Linked DNA regions of Mus musculus: region 2 is linked to region 1. Evidence: chromatin contacts called from public promoter capture Hi-C data. All regions are on one chromosome and are shown on one strand. Each heading gives the region's core, a stretch centred on a gene start, on an enhancer-like site or on the middle of the called end of the contact. The rest is flanking DNA. Distances are from core to core; before and after follow the strand shown.

Evidence for each region. Promoter capture Hi-C pulls out the DNA fragments that hold promoters and counts their contacts.
Region 2: a contact with region 1 is called in a promoter capture Hi-C map of hippocampal neurons, with 12 times the contacts expected there. The contact joins the enhancer-like site here to the promoter of Hs3st4 in region 1. A contact is called at or near these places in 1 of 39 promoter capture datasets (hippocampal neurons), 5 of 484 Hi-C or Micro-C datasets (LSK cells, cerebral cortex, cortical neurons and 1 more), 4 of 115 datasets of contacts at active chromatin or transcription factors (embryonic forebrain, forebrain, neural progenitor cells and 1 more) and 1 of 9 other capture datasets (embryonic stem cells).

Annotation. Positions count from the first base shown.
Region 1 is chr7:123,977,909-123,985,399 of GRCm38.p6, forward strand. Hs3st4 (heparan sulfate (glucosamine) 3-O-sulfotransferase 4) reads left to right here and starts at 4,920. Exons shown (of 2, transcript NM_001252072.2): 1 at 4,920-5,985. The coding sequence starts at 5,273. It overlaps Gm26974 (a long non-coding RNA gene), which reads right to left and starts at 5,546. Exons shown (of 4, transcript XR_003946874.1): 1 at 5,417-5,546; 2 at 1,546-1,613; 3 at 854-965.
Region 2 is chr7:125,179,349-125,186,839 of GRCm38.p6, forward strand. No RefSeq gene overlaps it. Among named protein-coding and RNA genes, the nearest start is that of Gm30501, 27 kb to the right of the region's middle. Within about 2 kb of position 3,528, at least 12 of the 459 cell types and tissues checked have an H3K27ac peak or open chromatin away from gene starts, as enhancers often do. A contact at or near this core is called in cerebral cortex and hippocampal neurons, where this site is marked.

The DNA of each region.
Region 1 (7,491 bases), core at 3,670-6,169:
TATTGGGACCTTCAGGACAGCCCTTAAGGCTGTGGGAAAGAACTCTAAAAACATGAGGTCAAAAATATATAATTTCTCAACTCTGCAGAATATAAAGAAGCAATATGAATTGTGTGAATGGCTTCATGAATCAAAAAGAACAAAAGCAGCTGCAGTATGAGCCCGCTTGTCAGAAAGAATCAAGGGGCTGGGTCATGGGATGCTGTGTCATAGAATAACCAAAACAGAACCTGGAGTAAATGACTGGGTTGATATGTAAAATAAGAGACTTGGCTTATGGTATGCAAGAGATGAGCTATCCAGAGAATTTTTTAGAATTGCAAAAAACACTTTGGAGAGTTTTCTCGAGTAGAGCAGAGAGAGAGACAGAGAGAGGGAGAGGGGGGAGGGAGAGAGAGAGGGAGAGAGGGAGGGAGAGAGAGGGAGAGAGAGAAGAGGGAGGGGGGAGGGAGGGAGAGAGAGGGAGAGAGGGAGGGAGAGAGAGGGAGAGAGAGAGAAGAGAGAGAGAGAGAGAGAGAGAGAGAGAGAGTTAGTTTCTGTGTCTGGAGATCTCCAGAGAAAGCAGAACTGAGTAGAGTAAATGCCAGTCTGGAAAGCTGTAGCATATAGACCGCCAGCTGGGATCCATGGTTTGACTTCCAGCTCTGGGACCCACGGTTTGACTTCCAGTCAATTGTTTTTGCAACTCCCAGGCACCCCTTCTCTTCAAAGCCCTCTCCAATCTGAGACTGGTCCTTGGCACACCCTACCCCTTCCATGTCATGTGCAGAGACACACACATGCAGTTGCACAAACACACTATAGGTTGTGATGAGAAAGGTGTGATACCATCTTTCTGGCTTATTTTACTCACCATGATGACCTGCTGCTCCATCAATATTTCTGAAAAATGTCGTGGTTTCATTCATCAGATTTCTTTATCTCTTCATCTGCTGCGGGACATATAGGCTGGCTCTGTGTCTTGGCTGTGTGGCAATAAGCACATATGAGCAGGTTTCTCTAGGTATGACAAGCTAGAGTCCTCCTGAGCTAGAGCCAATGAAAGTCAAATCAAAATGAGTATGTGGACTGTAATCAGTCAGACAGTCTGGGTTGTGCTGCTATAACAAGCAAGCCCTACGTCTTTCATGTTAAGACTCATGCAGGATTATGCCTTGGTTGTATGCATGTCACTGGGTCTGTATTCTTCTGAAGGAGCTCCATCTGCTTCTTCCACAGTTGCCTATAGGACTGTGTCTCTGAGCTTCTACCTAGAAGGGATGTCCTTCCTTCTGATCAGGCTGTGTTTCAGTAGCTAGAACATTCCATGGCCACATGTTCTGGAAGGAATCCAGAAAATCACATCCCTTCCATGTTCCCACAAGGAGGGTGGACAGTGTCTGGAGAATAATGACTATTAGACATTCTCCTGACTATTGCTGCTTACTTAAAAAAAAAATCTCTTCAATTAAACAACTACCCCTCCCCCAAATCCTTCTGGTATTTTTCTTTTTAAAATGTCCAGAAAACCACAGTTCAAGTGACTCAGAGATAGTGTCTACTCACCAGGCTTTGAGTCACAGCTGTCATGTTCTCAGCAGTTTAGGAAGTTACACTTCAGTGAACTCTGTGGACTGGGATAGAAGCAAGGGCATGCATACATTTTTCAGGGACAACATTTTAATAGGAAAAGAAGCAGGCAGGTTCTGAGCCAAAATTTAGATCCAACTAATTATTGCTGGCCACCACACATCAGGCACACAGCCAGGTATCTTTTGCATATGTTAGCTAATTCAATTCAATCCTTAAAAAAAAATTCAGGTGACTCTTATCATTCTTTATTTAACTACATAGAAAGTATGCAAAAAAAAAATCTGCTCGGAAGCTATTAACTAGTAACTAAGGTTACTAGTAAGGTGTGTCTTGATTCTGTCACCTGAAGATGCAAAAGCATAATACAGTATCATCATAGAAATTGAGACCACACTTATCAGGCAGGGCTGTGGGGTGCATGAAAGGTGAGACTTCCAAAGGAAAGAGGTTGAAGTTTATTAGTTAGGGAAAGATCCAAAAAGGGCATTAACAGAGGCGAGAAGCATTCCTCAGGGGCATTGATCCACTTGCTATTGCTGCCTAGGATGAATAGAAATGAGGTGTTGGGAGGCCTGGAGATGCGTTGGGAGAAAGCTGTGAAAACTCAGATAGGCCTGAGTGAGCACGGATGTTGGCAGTGGAAACAAAACACAATCCTACTTCTCCTCTCCAGACCCAGTGGGCATTGCAGCTTGGAGTTGGCATTCTCTCTACATAGCATCTTTTTATTCTAAGTTTCTTAAGGACATGTTCTCAGGGACCCCTTTTATATAGAGAAGCATGCAACTACCTCAGTATAGATTGCACAGAGTTTCTCTCTAAGAAACAGAACACACACACACACACACACACACACACACACACACACACACAGAGAGAGAGAGAGAGAGAGAGAGAGAGAGAGAGAGAGAGAGAGAGAGAGAGAGAGAATGCATGCCTCTTCCCCATCACTTCTTGGACATGGTGTTTGACCAATAAGATGTCATTCATTGTTTGTTTGTTTGTTTTGATGTCATTCTTTTAGGTATCAGAAAGAAAAGGGATCCTGAGAAATCTTCCTGACAAGATTTCTCAGATAAGAGTCATAAATGTGCAGGCACAACCCAGATGGACAGGGGAAAACACAGAGCCTGTAGGCTCTTCTGGAAGGCCTGAGTTCTAGATCTGAGTTTTCAGGCTTAGTTGTGGTTTGTATGTGCTTGGCTCAGGGAGTGGTACTATTAGGAGGTGTCTCCTTGTTGGAGTAGGTGTGGCCTTGTTGGAGGGAGTGTGTCTCAGTGGGGGTAGGCCTTAAGACCTTCCCCCTAGCCACGTGGGAGCCAGTCTTCTGTCTGCCTTTGGATCAAAATGTAGAACTTTCTGCTCCTCTAGCCCTATGTATGCCTGGACGCTGCCGTGCTCCCACATTTATGATAATAGACTGACCCTCTGAACCTATAAGCCAGCCCCAATTAAATGTTGTCCTTTGTAAGAGTTGCCTTGGTTATGGTGTGTCTTCACAGCAGTGGAAACTCCAACTAAGAGAGTTGGGTATTCAGAATCAGTAAGTAGACTGATCCTCCAGGGAAAGTCTGCAGTTTTCAACCATTTGGAGTCGATTTAAACATTTTCCCTTCTTCCTGCTGCCTGCCAGATATCTACTATCAGCTTGCCCTTTCTGGGCTACATTTTAACACCATTTTATGAAAAAAATTTGTTTCCCAAGTCTGAGAACACATCTTTAGTGAGAACTGCATACAGGGCAGGTCTGTTTTGACTGCCGAGAACCGAGAGAGTCTGAGAACTGGGGGTCAAGAGCAGCAAGGCTCTGGCTTCAGCATCCTAGTGCCCTAGCTAGCAAAAGAAGTCCAACCCGAGGCAGTGGCAACATTAGCAGACACCGAACTTCCTATCTGACAGCTGCACTTGGAGTTGAAGGAGGGCTGGATGAAGTGGCATTTCTGTCAGCTTCAGCTGGTCCTTCCCATTAACATTACAGTAATGGAGTTGTGTGGTGGTTGAAGAAAAGCATCGCTAGTTACAGGGGGTGATTTACAGGACACCAGACTCCGTATTTCAGAGTCTCCTGTGTACCATAAAAAATGTATTATAAAGGAATAATCTTTATCTGAACCGAAGCTGCGGTGTGGAAGACTCATGTCCAGCTGAGAGCAGCAGCGAGCTTTTGTTCACCCAGGGAAAAGTCCCCGGTCTTCGTCATATTTGATTAACATTTTTCCTCTCTTTGGCACTAGGTATCTTGTTAATATTTAGACATTATATACATTTTCTTTCAACTATTGTTCCCATTATGAGATCAAATAGAACAGGAGAAGCCAGCCTCTGCAGCAGAAGAGGGAGAAAGCTGATAGTCTGGGTAACCAGCTAACTGTGCCTAGCAGGGTAGAGCACATTAGAGCCAGTGCCAGTACTCACGAAGAAGGGCTCCTGAGAGCCTCCCTAGATGGACGCTCCCCCAGTTCTAGGTTCCATCTTCCCCTTCTCCTGCGCTAAAGGCTACAACAAACCAGTCCACTTTAGAATCTCGCAAAGCCTTTAATACCACCGAGTGAGAGGAGGGATGGAAATCTCTCTGCTAAGCACAGGCACCTAAAATATTCAGTGAAGTGACACGCAGACATCCCTCTGCTTATTTGGTGTTTGGAGGGATGAGGACCCCAGTCTGTGTCAGCTCAGGGAACCCCAAGCTCCCTTAGCCCGCAGTGCCTCCCACAGGGCACAGGTGGGTGCACCTGTGGTTAAAGGGACCCGGTAGGGGACAGCGCCATCTCCCAGCAGAAAGTACAGTCTCTGGGTGAAAAGGCAGGGGCAAAAGCTTCTAGTCTGGGAAACCTTGGGGTCTGTGTCAAAGCTCCACCCATCAGGAGCCTCAAAGATAAGGCTGGGGAGGTGGAAGTTGGGGTGGGGAAAGAACTGCATCAGAAAGCAAGGCAGGAGAAAGCTAGGGAAGAGACAGTCAGAAATGGGCTGAGTTTTCTCAGAGTCCCATCGGAGGAGACCTGGGGGAACTTGTCACTGCTAGGATCTCAGCTTCTCCAGCGCAGGACGGTCCAGGCCAGCTCTGGGTTACAATTCCCTCCAAGAGTCTGGAGCGAACGCTGGCGAGCGCGGACACCTCCGACTCCCGTGGGAGCGCAGCGCTAGGGCGGGGCGAGGTCCTCCGCGCGCGCTTGGCGGCGGCTGGCGGGGGCCGGGATCTCCGCTCTCCCGGGCGCCCCAGCCTTGGCGCACGCCTCCGCTCTCGCGCACCCCCTCCGCAGGCACGCGCGAGGCGCACCCCTCCTTCCCCGGGCGGCGGCGGGCGCGCGCCCGGCCCCCTCGCCTCCGCCCCTCGGCGCCGGTCCTCTCTCCCGGCAGAAAGTTAGCAGCAGGGAAGGAACTCGGGGCTGCGGGAGCGGTAGCCGCGGCAGCGCGGGGAGAGCGGGGCGCTGCGCACGGAGCAGGTGCCGCCGCGACTAGGCGCCCCCCTCGGGCTCCTGGCCTGAGGTTGAGGGGGGCGGCGGGGGCTCGCGAGGGGAGGGGGCCATGCGTCCGGGCTTGTCCCCGGCGCAGCGGGACGGCAGCCAGGGCCGGGGGCGCAGCGGCGTCGCTCCATGCAGCCGGGGCGGCTGGGCGGCGGCGGCGGCGGCGGCGGGGGCGGCGGCTGAAACCATGTCCGGGCAGCGCCGGGGGCCGCCGCCGCCGCGAGCCGGGAGCCGCGATGGCCCGGTGGCCCGCACCGCCTCCGCCTCCGCCGCCGCCGCCGCCGCTCGCCGCGCCGCCGCTGCTGCCCGGCGCCTCCACTAAGGGGCCGCCGGCGCGCAAGCTGCTCTTCATGTGCACCCTGTCCCTGTCCGTCACCTACCTGTGCTACAGCCTGCTGGGCGGCTCGGGTTCGCTGCAGTTCCCGCTGGCGCTGCAGGAGCCCCCGGGATCCGCCGCGGAGCCCCCGCCGAGCCTGCTGTCTCCCTCGCTGCCGCCTCCCCGCGTGCGCCCCGGCGCCTCCTCGCCGCCGCCGGACAACGCGAGCCGCGGGCCACCGCCCGAGCCCCCCGAGCGCTTCACGACTCCTGCGGCCGACGGCTGGGGACTGGCGAGCGGCGGCGGTGCTCGGGACGCCTGGCCCAGGAGCCCGCCTGCCCCCGGAGACGCGGTCACAGAGCAGGACGCGCTGTTGGGGCGCGGGGCGCAGGAGCCAGGCGCAGCCGAGGAGCTGGAAGGCCGGAGGGCGGCCAACGGGAGTGCGGAACGGGGCCCCGCCAGCACCCCTGATTATGGGGAGAAGAAGCTGCCCCAGGCACTGATCATCGGGGTCAAGAAAGGAGGGACACGCGCGCTGCTGGAGGCTATCCGAGTCCACCCGGACGTAAGGGCAGTGGGCGTAGAGCCGCACTTCTTCGACAGGAACTACGAGAAGGGGCTGGAATGGTACAGGTAGGAGGCTGCTGCGGAGTGCCAGACGCATAAGGGGTCCCGAGAGCCCATAGCCAGAGCATCCAGGGGAGGGCAGTGGGAGCCCTGGCCTGTTTGCGCAGAGTCCCGGTACAGATGAGAGAACAGGACTCCAGCTAAAAGATCACTTTATTTCTGGGAAAGGGGAGGAGCAGGTGCCTTGGAGAACTACCAGGCTTCAAATCTGGGAATCCCCAGCTCTCCCGCCTGTCTGTGGGGTGTTTCCCAATCCAGGCCAATACAGGGCGCTGGGCTTCTAGTTGAGAACAAGCGGAGGAATGAGACAGGAGAGCTAAATTGACGACGAGCTTTGAGATCCCCAGGAATCAATCTAAAGCGCCCTCAAAAGCGTTTGTGTGGCTGGAATCCAACTTCAGTGTTTTAAGGTCAGAGCAAAATGAACAGTTAAAAAAAAAAAAAAAAGACGGTGTAGGCGCTTTGGCTATTTCCTACCTCTGTAACTTTATGTTCCTCTTGGCTGAATGAACACTGGGTTGATTTAGTATCAGGAGCCTAGGTGTCTAGATACCAGTTGGTGCTATAAGTATGTCTGTGCCCTGTGCAGAGATCCTTCTAATTTGAGCATCCTTGGAGACAGACTGGAGTTACTTCTGCTGGGAGTTATATACCTCTTTCTGACAGGACACCATCAGGTGTTGGAACTGCGAGGGAGGAAAGGAGCAGGAGAAAGTTAAGTGCAGGTCAGATAGCGATTATCTGTCTTTCTTGCCAGCCCCGACATTAAAACAACATTGGTGCGTGCACATGCTCAGAATGCAAGCCCCTTTCTCTCTTGTCCCTCCTCTTTCCTCCCTCTTCATATCTTTCTGGATAACAGATCTGGACGGGTGGCCCCATCTCGATCACATTTCAATAATTAATTGCAACTGTCAAACAGAAACAGAGCCCTTGTCCGCTGAAGCGATGCTATCAGTTCCACAGAGCCAATAGGTAAAATGTCCTGTGACAGGGTTGCTTTCCTGTGGAAGAGACATGCTTCCTGGGTTTAGATTACAGCCTGGGAAAAGTTTGGGCCATTATTTTGGGAATACGTAATAAGCATGTGTGTTGTGACTGTTTTCTCCCACTTTTGAAAAAAATTGTCTTGTGCCTTAAAAGCTGCAGAGAAGTACACCGAGCCATAAACATTCCAGCACATCACACTGAGACAGGGAGTGTGTCTGTTAATGTCTTGTCTGTTTCAACAGCAAGAACTAATTGGGATATTTTAGGAGGCTTCAAACAGTCCCTTCCTATCAAAACATAAAACAGCAAGTGCCTAATTTAACTGGAAAAAAATCCTTATTTATAACATCACAAGCCATGGCTTCCAGTTTGTGATTATAATTAAAAAGGTGTTAGGATGATTAATGCAACAACAGCAAAATAAAGACAGGGGAAGATGTCTGGGAAGGGTTCAGCTGTTTGCTGGTGAGCTACAGGAATGTCCTGATTTTTTCTGTGGGGTAGCTTTAGCCATCGGAGGGG
Region 2 (7,491 bases), core at 2,278-4,777, 1.2 Mb after region 1:
GGCCCAGCACTGGCACAGCTGGCACAGCTGGCACAGCTGGTATAGCACTGGCACAGCTGGCACAGCTGGCACAGCTGGTATAGCACTGGCACAGCTGGCACAGCTGGTATAGCACTGGCACAGCATTGGCACAGCTGACATAGCTGACATAGCACTGGTAGAGCACTGGCACAGCATTGGCACAGCTGGCACAGTATTTGACACAGCACTGGCATAGCTGGCCCTGGTTAGAATCAGAAGCTCAGGATCCTCTGTCACTGTTTACCCAAAATCAGAATTGCAGCAAGATGATGTGTTTGCTCTGAGCCCCCAAGAGACATGCTAGCATCTTACCAGAAGCTTTAGAAAGGGCTCCTTTGTGTCTTCAATCTGGCCAAAGTGGGTGGCACATGCCAAGGGGACTCTGGACATCTAGATAATGCCAACGTCAGGCTAGTGGCACAACCTAGCACTGGTGTGAGGGCTTTGGAGGGTTGGGACTGAGGCCACATGGAGAGTTGACTTACTGCTTCCAAGTGGAAATGCAGGGTCTGCCTTGTTACTTCAAATGATTTGTCACTTTAGAGTCACCCTGTGGGACCAGATACCTATGTCAATTCCCTCGATGACAAAGGCATCATCACACATTTTAAGGTAAAATGTACCAGCATTTTAAAAAACCTAGAGGAAAAAATAAACTTGATATGCTCCAAATACAAAGGGGAAAGAGTCTTTCAGCGGTGGGATAAGCCCTAGAAGTGAAGCTGGGGTGTTCAACACTGGAGGGAGGGGCAGACCACCTGTCATTTATGGGTAAACAATGGAGAAACACAAGAAGCAAGGTGGAGCCTTGCCTTGCTCTGCTTCTGTGACCTGAGGTAAGCTGTCTCATCCTTCTGCACCCATCTCTTCACCTATAAAGGTGTATGATTTGTATCCTAGAGGCCAAATCCACGAGTGATACAGTGAGGCACTTTGAGCAATGTCAAATAAACACTTAAAACTGGCACTGTGCACACCTCTTGCTCCTGCTAACTTCCAACCCACATTGAACTCTTACCATGAGTTCCCCAGACTTCCTCTCTAACAAATTCTCCAAATGAATATGCACATAAGATGTGTGGTAGCTATGCTTCTGAGGCCTCTCCCTGAAGGTTGTTTGAGCCTGTCTTAACCCAGCATCAGCCAGCAGGGTACACCTAAATCCTTGCCTTCTTTGAAGCCTGCGTTCCCAAGTCTATTCTGCACTGAAGATCCTTCAAATGCTGCACAGTTTCAAAGCAGATCCATTTATTTGTTCAACAGATCTATCAGGTATCTCCAGTGTCCCGAGAATACCTTACAGGTACAGGTATGGATAAGATACCTGACTCTCAAATTACCCAAGGAGCTAAAGGGAACTGCAACCCTATAGGTGGAACAACAATAGAACTAACCAGTACCCCGGAGCTCTTGTCTCTAGCTGCATATGTATCAAAAGATGGCCTAATCGGCCATCACTGCAAAGAGAGTCCCATTGGACTTGCAAACTTTATATGCCCCAGTACAGGGGAACCCCAGGGCCAAAAAGGGGGAGTGGGTGGGTAGGGGATTGGGGGGCTGTGTATGGGGGACTTTTGGGATAGCATTGAGAATGTAAACGAGGAAAATACCTAATAAAAAAATAAATTTAAAAAAAAAAAGATACCTGACTCTCAGGGTGTTGTTTTTGTAGGCTCATGGAGGAATTGGTTATGCCACACAAGAACATAACTAACAGGATAATGTTGGAGCCCAGTAAAGATCACCAATTTGGGGTCAAAATGAGAGCACCCATTTCAAGGCCCCCTCCTGCTACACTCCTAGGCAGAACGGTTTGAAGTACCTCATTTTGACTGAAGGGTGAATCCCTGGGTGTTTTCAACAGTCATCTTCTTTTTAAATTTGCTTATTCATTTGCCCGTTTAATTATTTATCCCACAAGTATATGTTAAGGCCAAAGATTCTTCTGCCCAGCACCGGGAACTCAGAGTGGAACAGACCTAGTCCCTACCTACATGAGACAAAACTTCCCCATTGGTTAGCAGAGCTATTCCAGTCAGATCAGCTGGGATACCAGGTGCCCTGATAGTGTCGGCTGACATTGAAGAATTTTAAAGGCTGAATAGAAAATGTCCAGGCTTCATTTCTGAGGCAAATGCACAGAGATGGAAACTTCCTTCCAGTAGCTGCAGGGAGGACAGGGTAGCTTCAGAGTGTGGAGTGGGGCAGGGAATACAGAAAATGAGGGCTGGGACAAGAGGTAGCTTGTGGAATACTTGGGTGAGATATACAGCCTGGACCTGGAGAAGGAAGGAAGAGGGTGGTGCAGGAAACAACTCTGGGTTCTGCCATCCTTGAGAGAAGTACCCACATATGTGCCAGAGTCATCCATTATCCACTCCTGGCCCCTGGTGGGCAGACATGCACATAACCAGCATCACCACCATAGGAAGGAATGGAGCGTACAGTAGCTGAAATTGTGCACATCTTCTGACGGAGCTGTTGAGTTGGTAAAGTTCTTTCACCTGATTTAAAAGTCAAGTCACAAGTTCAGAAAGTCAGGGAAGATTCCCCTCCTCCCACGGTGCAACACTGCTTCCCTCTCCGGTCATCCATCTGCATGCGATCCATCTGCCTCCTCTCATCTCCTGTCCGTATCTATTGGTATTTTTCTATAAGCTGTCCAGAGTCTCAAGCACACACATGTTCAGTTGCCTGGACTTTTAACATTTGTGCTATTGAAAAATGGACTTTAGGGAAGTAAAGCTATAGTCAGTTTTGCATTACAAAGAGTTCTGTTCCATAGCCCTGTGGGGAAAGGTCTACAGAAGGCGGTCCTACAGGTGGGACCAAGAGAACAATTGGGCAGTTCACATGGGGATTTGAACTGAGCAATTGATGGAGAAGATCGGTGAGAATAAGTTCTGGCATTAGAATGTTCATACTCAGTGACTCACAGCATGTGAGGGGGAGACAGGGAGATGCTCTGTAGGAGCTGCGGGGTATGAAAGTGGGCACAGGAAGCCAGAGTTAGAGAGAAGCACATGAGCTGCACAAAATGTGGTAGAAAAGGGAGTCCTGGAGTGCAAGGTGTAGACTTCTGGGAGCTGTCGTTGCTGAACCAGGAGTGATAGACCAGCTCACCAATCAGGAAGAGGGGCTGAGATGTCAAGAGAACACCCATTCCCAGAGTGCTCTAGAAATGGAGCCTACCAGAGAAGCAGAGAAAGAGCTGATCGGGAGAATACAGCGTGAGGTTCAGAGAAAATCTGAGGAGCCCACCAACCAGGTCAGAAGAGCAGGAGGGTCAGCAAGGTATAGACATTCACTGGTGACATTTCCAAAGCAGTTTCAGACACCACTGCGAAGATAAGGAGGCAGAGACAGTATCTCAGGCTAATTTTAAATCGATGTTTTTATTGTGGGGGAGGGGCAATGAAAGATCAGCTTTCTGCCATGGGCTGCTTATAGAAACACCAGGGAGACGTCTCAGAAGCCTGTTGATGTCAGGCTCCGCTCAGCTGCAGCACGCTGCTCTTTTATTGTTTTCAGATGCAGTGCAGGCACCTGATCTTAAAACCTCCTGAGGTGGTACAGAGACGGCTGCTGAAGCTCAACAGAGGCAAAGTGGGACATGGAGGGACCGTGGTTATCAAACTGATTTTTCCAAAGTGGGAGAAATTCTCCAGCATTTGGAGACCATCATGACAAAAGTAAAGAGGCAGAAAGGACGTACAAAGACGCTGCGTGGGAGGGAGGAGTCAGTGTTCATGGTCCAGCTTGGGGGAGGAGTCGGTGTTTATGGTACAGCTGGAGGGGAAGAAAAGTCAGTCTCTATGGTACAGCTGGGGGAGGAGTCAGTGTCCATGGAACAGCTGGGGGGAGGAGTCAGTGTTCATGGTACAGCTGGGGGAGGAGTCAGTGTTCATGATACAGTTGGTGGGGAGGAAAGAGTCAGTGTTCATGGTACAGCTGGGGGAGGAGTCAGTGTTCATGGTCCAGCTTAGGGGAGGAGTCAGTGTCCATGGTACAGCTGGGGGAGGAGTCAGTGTCCATGGTACAGTTGGAGGGGAGGAAAGAGTCAGTGCCTATGGTACAGCTGGGGGAGGAGTCAGTGTCCATGGTCCAGCTTAGGGGAGGAGTCAGTGTCCATGGTACAGCTGGGGGAGGAGTCAGTGTTCATGGTCCAGCTTAGGGGAGGAGTCAGTGTCCATGGTACAGCTGGGGGAGGAGTCAGTGTTCATGGTCCAGCTTAGGGGAGGAGTCAGTGTCCATGGTACAGCTGGGGGAGGAGTCAGTGTTCATGGTCCAGCTTAGGGGAGAAGTCAGTGTCCATGGTACAGTTGGAGGGAAGGAAAGAGTCAGTGCCTATGGTACAGCTGGGGGAGGAGTCAGTGTCCATGGTACAGCTGGGGGAGGAGTCAGTGTCCATGGAACAGCTGGGGGAGGAGTCAGTGTCCATGGTACAGCTGAGGGGAGGAGTCAGTGTCCATGGTACAGCTGGGGGAGGAGTCAGTGCTCATGGTCCAGCTTAGGGGAGGAGTCAGTGTTCATGGTACAGTTGGAGGGGAGGAAAGAGTTAGTGTCCATGGTACAGCTGGGGGGAGGAGTCAGTGTCCATGGTACAGTTGGAGGGGAGGAGTCAGTTTTCATGGTACTGGGGAGGGAGAAGGAGTCATTGTTCATGGTACAGCTTGGGCAGACAGGGTATCAGAGGGTACTCTTCCCTTCTGAGGGGAGAAGAAAGAAGGGAGGAAGAAGATGTTCACAATAGTGATGCAGAAAGAGCATTTTTTTTCTCCTAGTGACAATTTCCTTTATGACCAAATGGATGGTTAGTTTGTGTCTTAGTCCACTTTGTTGCTATAAGAATGTGACTGAAGCTGGGTAATTTGTAAAGAAAACAGCAAGTTTATAGTTCCTGAGGTTCCCCGGGCAGAGGTGGCACACGCCTTTAATCCCAGCACTTGGGAGACAGAGACAGGCGGATTTCTGATTTCTAGGCCAGACTGGTCTACAAAGTGAGTTCCAGGACAGCCAGGACTACACAGAGAAACCCTGTCTTGAAAAGAAACAAAAACAAACAAACAAACAAAAAATAGTTCCTGAGGTTCAAAAGCATGGCACTGGCTCCAACTGGGGGTCTCTTGACCCAATGGGGAAAAGGAAAGAAAGGTTACAAGTGAAGAAAGGGAGCAAGGGACCAAGGAAGGTCCCAGCGGACTCTATAGCAAGCTACTCTCCAAAGACCTAACCCAGTCCTCAAAGAACTTTAATATCACCTGGGACCTTGTAATAGACTCTGCCTCTCAGAAGTCCCACTACCTGTCTCCTCGCGCATGAACTTGGCTCCCAAACCCCATCTCACTTTGTAGCAGTTGGCTAAGAGGCAGAGGAAGCAGGAACGGCTTGCTAAATAAGAAAAGTTAGAAACCATGCTTCAGTGACCCTCCTGAATAAATCATTCTCAACTCTGTGTAAACTTTAGGGGAAGGTAAATTCCAGGAGGGTGGGCCCTCTCTCCCAGTGTCAGTCACTGTCCTGCCCAGGTCTACTCCACACATTCAATAATAGCAAGAGGAAAGGTACCTCTGGGCTGCAAGAAGATGGATTTTAGAAGAAATGAGAGCTCTCTAGGTGGTAGAAGGGGATTAAATTCTTCATTTGGGGAAGAGGGTGCAATCCAGGTGCTGGGGAGACTCCTTTTTATAGTAGAATCACTCAACAGGGACCAAGCTGCTTCACAGGGTAATTAGCTCCCAATATTCTAGGAGGCTTGATGTTGAGAGGAAAGATGGGCAGAGGTACCCAGGAATCTGTAGGTCTCAAAACACTCACCTGCATTGCCTGCCTCTGAGGGAGGCCACGTGGCCTCCGCCACATGGGCACTGCTGCTCCGCGGGCTTACCAAATTGCCTTGCTTTATTTAAAAGCCAAAGAGGAAAACAAACCCCAGCCCAAGGAAGAAGCAATTTTGGCATTAAATAAAAGGAATGTTTTTATCCTGCAATGAAAACGCTGTGATCTTGGAACACAATTTGCATAAACAGACAGTTTGGCTGTAAACAACCTCACCAGTAACTGGTATTTACATATAGAACAACTCAGTCAAAACCCAATTAAAGGCTCTGATGGATTGGGGACTGTCAAAACATTTAAAAGGCTTCGCAGCAGCCTGGCGATTTATACGCCTCAGTTGGACCAGGAGCTCTCGATTGTCCGCCCAGCTGCTCTTTTCCTTGCCTCAGCCTTCTACAGACCCAGCGATCACCAGAACATTCCTCACGTCAGCAGCCTGGCCGCCATGTAGGGGAAAGAGTTCTAAGCCAGCTGCTGGCCTTGGGGACTTTGCTTTGACCTAGCAACACGGAAATACAGACCAGATCGTAGTGTCTGACTTGAATAGAGAAAGCAGGGAGGAAAGTCCTCATGTGAAATTTGGGCATAAAGTTATCTGGGGGAGGTTTTAAAGATACCTCAATCAGTACAATTCTTACAAGTATGAGGATCCGAGGTCAGATCTCCAGACCCCCACATAAGAAGCCAGGGACATCAAGTGCTGTGATCCCTGTGATAAGCGCTGGGACTGCAAAGACAAGAAGGTCCCCCGGACTAGACAGACTGGCCAAATCAGTGAGCTCTAGATTCTCAAAGCAATCAAGTAAGACATCCAACAGTAATGTCTGGTCTTCACACACATGTGCAAATACATACATAACCACTTGTACCTACAGCACACACACACACACCCTGGAGAATACATGTCTGATGAAGCTATAGGCCATCATCATGGCTGAGGTTGGACACAATGGTCCCAGATGCTGATACTCTCAAGCAAACCCTTGAAGAGCATGACAGCAGAACAGGGCTCTCTGCTCATGAACAAGAGTCAAGGACTAAACTTAGCACAAAAGCTAAGCCAGTGTGCTGAGAAATCAGGGGTATCCTTGATGGGAGGAGAGGACTCTCGAGGCTCAAGTTTCCAAGGGTCGAATGGAAGTGGCCATGCAAGAGCAATGGCATAGTTAGGACAAGGGCTTCCAAAGTGCTGTGCTAGGCACACCTAGGGCAAGGGAAGCCTTTAGGAGATGCAGGTTCATAGAAGTTGGGCAGCCTAGAGTTTAAGGATAGAGGCCTGCTTCCCGGGGAGAATAGCTGTAGAAGTCACGGGTCATTAGTGATGTCTAGGAGAGGAACTTCTGTGGGCTTTCATGTTGAGAGCTGCAACTGGCACCCTTGTGGCCAAGCAACACAAAGCAAGCTTTGATATACGGGTGGAAAAAGAAGATGAAAAGGACAGAAGAAGAAAAACATGAAAAGCAACAGAAGAAAGAGAAGAGGGGAAGCAAGGACAGAGCAAGGGTGGGGGAGGTGACTGTGAGCTCTAAAACTTTCCACAAGCTATGTCCTGACAGCCCAATGAAGTGTCGCTGACTCTCCAGAAGGTTCCAGAGCTATACTGACTCCCCAGAAGGATCCAGGGCTACACTT